Linked DNA regions of Salmo salar: region 2 is linked to region 1. The links are chromatin contacts, called in public Hi-C maps. All regions are on one chromosome and are shown on one strand. Each heading gives the region's core, a stretch centred on a gene start, on an enhancer-like site or on the middle of the called end of the contact. The rest is flanking DNA. Distances are from core to core; before and after follow the strand shown.

What was found. A called contact is a pair of places that touch in the nucleus more often than the background predicts.
Region 2: a Hi-C map of muscle shows a contact between it and region 1, with 4 times the contacts expected there. The contact joins the promoter of tpd52 here to the promoter of znf704 in region 1. A contact is called at or near these places in 3 of 3 Hi-C or Micro-C datasets (blood, gill and muscle).

What each region holds. Positions count from the first base shown.
Region 1 is chrssa27:25,516,467-25,519,899 of Ssal_v3.1, reverse strand. znf704 (zinc finger protein 704) reads right to left here and starts at 1,949. Exons shown (of 9, transcript XM_014178264.2): 1 at 1,343-1,949. The coding sequence starts at 1,600.
Region 2 is chrssa27:25,650,704-25,654,136 of Ssal_v3.1, reverse strand. tpd52 (tumor protein D52) reads left to right here and starts at 1,759. Exons shown (of 6, transcript NM_001141231.2): 1 at 1,759-1,863. The coding sequence starts at 1,845.

The DNA.
Region 1 (3,433 bases), core at 700-3,199:
TCTTGTCTTTCTACTTTTAGAAGATTGAGTGGTGCTGAGGGAAGCTACCATTCTGTTAGAGAGCTATTACTTAATTATTACAATCTGACTATAAATTGAATGGCTATTATGGCTTGTTTATCAAATGTGGTTGCTAGGAGGCGCTGGCTATGGCGTCCTGCATTTCTGTTGTGCCTTTATGCAAACGTACTACTTACATTGCTCTTTATGGAACTGTACTTGACCACTATTTGCATTCTGACTATGCATAATAGAATGGGTTTGTTTATAAAACATGGTTGTGCATATGAATACCCACGCTATGACATCTTGCATTTCTGTCATGCCTTTATGAAGATGTTTACATTTGCTGTTTTGAAACTGTATCCATATGTCTGGTTCCCATTCGAGTCACTGAACTATGACCCCATTGCTTGGATCAAACCCCCAATACGTATTTATAGGCTACGTTATCCAACACAGTCACATGCATTCCCCTCTCATCATAGGAGCTGTTTTTATAAGGGACCACCAAGCAGGCAGCCTCACCAGACCATCTTTGTTGTGAAACCATGCGACACCATCAAGCTGGAACTTTTAAAGGCAGGCAATTAGGTCACTCATAACAGGAAGGAATACATCTTGATATTTAGAAACACAATGTACCATCCAGTGTGGCATAATAATATGACATCTACTATTCTACGCTAGTTATTAAGCCTAAAGTCAATTGTTTTCTTCAGTAGCAGCAAGGACACAAGTGTGACATGAATGAAACAAATAGCCTAGCTAATGACTGCATACTACTCCCTCCCCTACACAATAAAATAAATGCAACTACAGTTATTACATGAATTCCTACATTATAATGACATATTCAATGCAATGACGGGTTAATATGCATGAATTGCCAGTGTCATATGCGACTGATGCATTGTGTACAATCTGGGATGTTTTATTACATCAATGATCGGTCCAGAATGCTGCAGAGCGTGTTTGCGTCTGCCATCTACCCACTAGGTCAAATCTACAGTCAATGGGTCAGAAAAACACTGCGCAGATAGGGCCCTATCATAATCAAGCATTCAATGGGAACCCCTTTGTCCTGTATTTAATGCTAAATATTTTCACAGTGCATTGTTATTATTCAATCTGTAGTTCTGCACTACAACATGAATCTCATCTGGATTATTCTGGGTGTGTGACTGTCTGCCTATCATTAATATAGCTTGTAAAAGCCGGTTGCAGCGGCGGGCAATGGATGCAATAACACGCTCTTTCTCCGTCTGTGCACGAAGCAGTTAAACGCTGCAAAACACCGCTGCACAACAACAGCAGGCTTCCCGGTCACACACAAACAGACCTTCAAGCTGGATTTGAGCGGTCCTTTCGCCGTCGTTTGGCTGAAGCCCACGGCTATCTCGTCCTCGGAGAATTCTTTCAGGCTTCCGTCTTGCATTAGTAACGTGTAGACGTTACGCAGAGGTCCAGTTGAAACATCTCTGTTTTCCTGCTTGACAGCCTGTACCACTCCTGTCAACGGAGCCCCGTCCCCAGTCGGACTCGGCGCATACACCCGGCTGCCCAGGATTGAACGCTTCACCAAACGCCTCGTATGCATAGCGATAAATGTATAGTACCGAATTTAAAGCGGAATGCGGTTAATATCTATGGACGTCGAGTTAGAATTGATAAACACTGACATGAAAAACACAACACCGCAGCGGATAGACTACGTGCTCCATAAACCCTAACCAAATGTTAGAAAGCGGCAACATACTCTGCTGCTAGGACGGGTCAAAACGAACGATATTTGAAAGCACGAATATGTGTAGAAAAAGCTACATGCATGGATTAACAAATGCATGAAAACAAGCCATTCCCCGTGAAATAACCTATTCAACAGACCGGCTACTGATATTTCTTCGTTCGACCTGTTTGTTTTCCTGACTGTTCCCTCTAAACTCGTGAGAGAGCACAAAAACACGGAACTGTATTAAAGGACCGACAATGACATTTGAACAGTACATTTTCATCCGAACAAAAGGGCTTCGCCAATACACAAAAAAAATATATTATCTGTGATCTACATGAAAAATAATTTTAGTTTCACGCACATATTTTACACCGGTTTGCCGTCTGACATGGTGAAATTTGCTGAAATAGCCGCGTAACAGTGACTCCGGATCCATATTCTAGAGATTCCAGTCCGTAGCCGACTGCCAAGAGCCAGCGCCTCTACCGGCGGATTGCTGCCTGTAAACATGTGCGGTCTCGCGGTTGACTCGAGCACCCATTGGTCGGCCCAGCACACGCCTCCACTGGGCTACGCACATTTTTCTGTCAGTGAGGGGATTCTATTATCTGGCCCGGGTTACCCCTGTGAATGAGTTTAAACCGGGTGAAAATTGATTGGATTCGTTTTGGAACCGGGCTGTCTCCCGGGCGTGAGCCAGATGCCCCCTTCAAAACCCACGTAAAAGTCGCTCAAAACAAAAGTGACGTAGCCCAGGCTAGATTAAGCACGTGGAGTAATGAATAGGACTCTGTTTTACCATGGAAAAATTATTGCTCTTGCTAAAAACGCTTTATAAGCCTTCCCGATGAAAACTAGTCAGAAAATGTGAACATAATTTTTATGGAAAAGAGATGTATGTTCCTGGATGATGCACCATGCTGCCTTGTTGACAACATGACCGAGCAGCGCAGATTATGTTAATGTTCGATTTGACAAAGGCGCTCCTCCCTCGCCGCTTTTGCCTGTTCACGTCACGGCCGGTGCACCGGAGCTCAGGTTAATAAAACTCCCTCAATTTCCGTCCAACATAAAGTTATGGGAGTTGGAGAGGACGCTCCATCAGACAGGAAGCGACGTTTCAAAATCTGTCCACGAAAAATGAACCCAGGAATTTTGGATTTTTTTGTACAGAGGTCAATGGAAGGGAGAGTGTCGAATTTGGTGATCAAAAATTGTAATTAGTAATTTTCTACGTGAGGTTATTTGATCTAACATACGTTCCGTAATGGTTAGGTTGTTAAGAATGCACTGATAAAAGTGGACGCATGTGGCATTTCAGCAATTTAAAACTTTATAGAGGACTCCTCATGGATTTAACCTATTTTTAACATGGACATTGGAATTGAGCACTTCCACCATCTTAAAGTGGTCAACTGGGTCGGGATTCCCATAAATTGGGAGCAATCAGCCAATGAAGAAGAAAATTGACTACTTTAAAATGGCGATAGCATGATCAGCGCCATTGAGGCTGTCACAGACGCTATAATGACACAGAAACAAAGACGAGTCCTCTATCTAGCTCTATGGCATGTTGTTCAAATGCGTATCTGCCCAATCATTGGCTAGAATGGTCCCACCTGATCTCGCCTGCCTTCCATCTTTAAGGACATGTATTTCCATTGTTAGAGCGGTCAATCGTGTATTTTGTCAGTATAA
Region 2 (3,433 bases), core at 510-3,009, 130 kb before region 1:
ACTTTCATGGTTCTTTGCGTTCCACATTTTTCCCCATTACTATTTCGTTATTTCCAATATTTTTTATGCAATCCAACATCACCCAGTTTGTTTATTATAGGCATATAATAAAATAAACTCAAACAATTGTTGTCCAAATAAGTGTGTATTTTGTTCAAATTAATTATGTGAAAAACCACAGCAATATCAGAAACTGTAATAATCAATAACAATCCAAATACGTAACTAATAATTGATTGGAAATCTGTACAGTCCAACACGGCCGAGTGGAATATATATATTTTCATTAGGTTTTATTGATGAATAAATTATATTATATAATTAGTAGTGTATGATGATATAGTAAGTAATACGTAATACGTAAGTAATACGTTTATGTTTAGATAACACCAAAAACATAAAACATTTGTTTGGGTATAACTGACATTGTTTCGTTTTTTCCCCACAGATTATTTCAATTACAGAGCCATAATCAATATGGGAATATATATTGATCTAAATCCTAGAATAATCCCATGGAAGCCTGTTCCTGATCTTTTGCTCCTGCAGGTGGCAGTAGTCTTTCATGATTCGCTGAGTTTTCTGACTGACAGCACTGTTCCAGTAATGAGTGGCGTTGTTAGGCCTAGCGTCCAGTTTCAAAGCCAGTAAATTAAGGACTAAACCAGGACACATTGTGTGAACATGATGGGGAGTGTGACCCACTCTGCTTCTGGTAATGGCAGGTGTATATAAAGCCTTGTCAGGTCTAAATCCAGAGTGAAAGGGAGGGTAATACAATATGCACACCCATACAATCCGTCTCTCCATTAAATGGCCTAAACGTATTTGTTATACTTTATATTTTTAGTTAACTAGGCAAGTCAGTTAAGTATTTCTTTGAATGCAAATGAATAAATCAATCATCATGAAAGGGGTGTGTGTGTCAACAGACAGTCTATAGACAGCCTGGTTATAGTCTGAGTCAAAACTCATATTGGGTGTCTATCAATTAGGTTACAGGTCAGATTGAACACAGTCTGGAAGGTCACTCTGGGGCCACATTAAATCCACTTGTGTATGTTCAGAAAGACATCAATACGGCTGTCCAACAATGAAATATAGAAAAATGACTAACAAAATGTGAAATATTAGTTTGTCAGCCTTGGCGTGCTGAAATAGATAGCTTGATTACGTGTTACACATTGAACCATGTGCCTGGCTCTGGTTGTGTTCGTAAATTCAGAGCGTCCTCAGATTCAGAGCGTTTCGCTCTGGGAGCGCACACTGGACACAGCTCTGGCTGTGGAGTAGGGTTGATCCGAGCGTTCTGACATCACAACCGCAGTCAAGCACCAAGCTAACGTTGGCTAGCTTACAAGCTACTTCCAGACACATATGAGAGAACACCTCACTCTGACCATTTTACTCACCCTATAAGAGCTGGTTAGGCTGTTTTCATGACATCCATATTTAACCTTTATTTAACTAGGCTAGTCAGTTAATAACACATTCTTATTTACAAATGACGGCCTAGGAACAGTGGGTTAACTGCCTTGTTCAGTTTTTGCCGACGTTTACTGACAACGGCCATATTCAACGGGTGTTGAGCATTTGTAAATTCATGAGTTATTCTGCGCTCTGGCACACTCAGACGAGAGCGCTGTGAAATCGAAGTAGATATCCAGAGTGAATTTACGAACGCACCCTCTGTTTACACTTCTACGTGCTCTTTCTACGGCTTGACGTCACAGAGGACCCCACCTACCGCGAGCATGTGAGTGCACAAGATTGCAGGAGCGAAGTGGGGAACCTGCAAGCTTTTGGATCAAATAAGAATAGCAGAAACAGCATATAGCGTGAGGATGGAGCAAGCAGATCAAGGTAAGGTATTTGTTACAGCATGCAAAATGACAGTACTATTACTGACAACCATTTTAAAACTCTGTTTAGTTTGTTTCTAACCAAAGTTAGCCAGCTAGCTGTAGGCTAATCAGAGCATATGCTAACTAACTCAAGTTCATCCTTTTGCAGAAGATTTAAAAAAAAAAAAAAAAAGTTAAACAAAGAATGTTCTAGTCTTCGATATACCCAGAGACAATAATATGCAAGCCATTCATCTCAAACCACACAGGTTAAACAAGATACTCAAACATTGTACAATGTTCCTGTTCTTTGAATGTGGGAGGAAAAACAATACAGATAAGGAAGTTTGTCTAGTCCTCGAATTTAAAACCCAACTTCAATTGTTAACGTTACTTTGTTGCACGCGTTTGAAAGAACGTTGAATGAGTCATAATATTGGTTCAAACATTACATTTATGCGTTGTTTTGCTGTTATTTTCACTGAAGTGGGTTGAAAATACAGTTTACCATATGTTTGCTCCTGGAACGCCCACACACCACACCTCGCTGTAGATGTGTCATACATTCCTTACTGTGTACAGATTGTTCTCCTTCTTGATCATTCACGTGTATGCCTTTATTACCCATTGGTAAGTTTACTGTATGTCTTTCATCGTTTTAAAGGTTTGTGAACAACTTCATTAATTCCGTTGTAGACAATGTCTCTGGCACATTTGTCAATTCAATTTTCACACTTTGAATGTACTATGTGTATGATGTCGTCGTGTTACGTTTATTTGATAGGCCGCATCACTAAAGTGTACGGTTATGAATAGCCTTTGATTTGCACTGTTCTTGTGGTTAGTCTTGTGCTGTTGACAGACTACTAGACAACATTCTATCAGCACTTTTTAGTTTTCCTGACATCTCGGAAATGGGTAAACACTTCATGTCTCTACAGGTCTAGCCTATGGTTTTACTCCCAGAATGATATACACCTTTCACAATAACAATCCAGGTAGTAACCTATGCCACTTGTGTCATTTTGAGGAGGAGCATCACTGGGAGAATCTGAATTGCACCTCCTCTCTCCCTCCCACCTTCTCAAAACCCATTGGAGGAGGTCAGAGGCCTCTGGCTTTCTCATCCAATGGTTTTTGAGAAGGAGGTGAGGAGTATGCAATGATATTCTCCCACTGTCTACGTCTGCTCTGCAGTCCCCTATGACCCCTCTGACCTCTTCCCTCTCCTCCCTTTCCCATTCTGTCCAACATCCCTCTTGGGAGGTGATTCGATGCAGGGCCAGACAGGTAGCAGCTGAATGCATCTTTCCTGGCTTTGATTACTCCCTCTCCTCTCCTGCTGGGCAGCCATCTGCCTTGTGCCTCCCTCTCCTCCCTCCTCTCCGTTCATGTCTGCTTGCCCACCTCTCACGTCTCACTGCAGCTGTTAGTCAGGCCAGGCAGGCCAGGGAGCAGTGTGTTGTTTAAACAACAGGTTGCAGGATGATGCCAGAGACACACTGTGTCTTGTTTGTGTACTTTGCAGGAGGGGCTGCCAGGTAGGAAGGCCTCTGTGACCTGCTTGTCTTCTTCTTTTATATAGATTA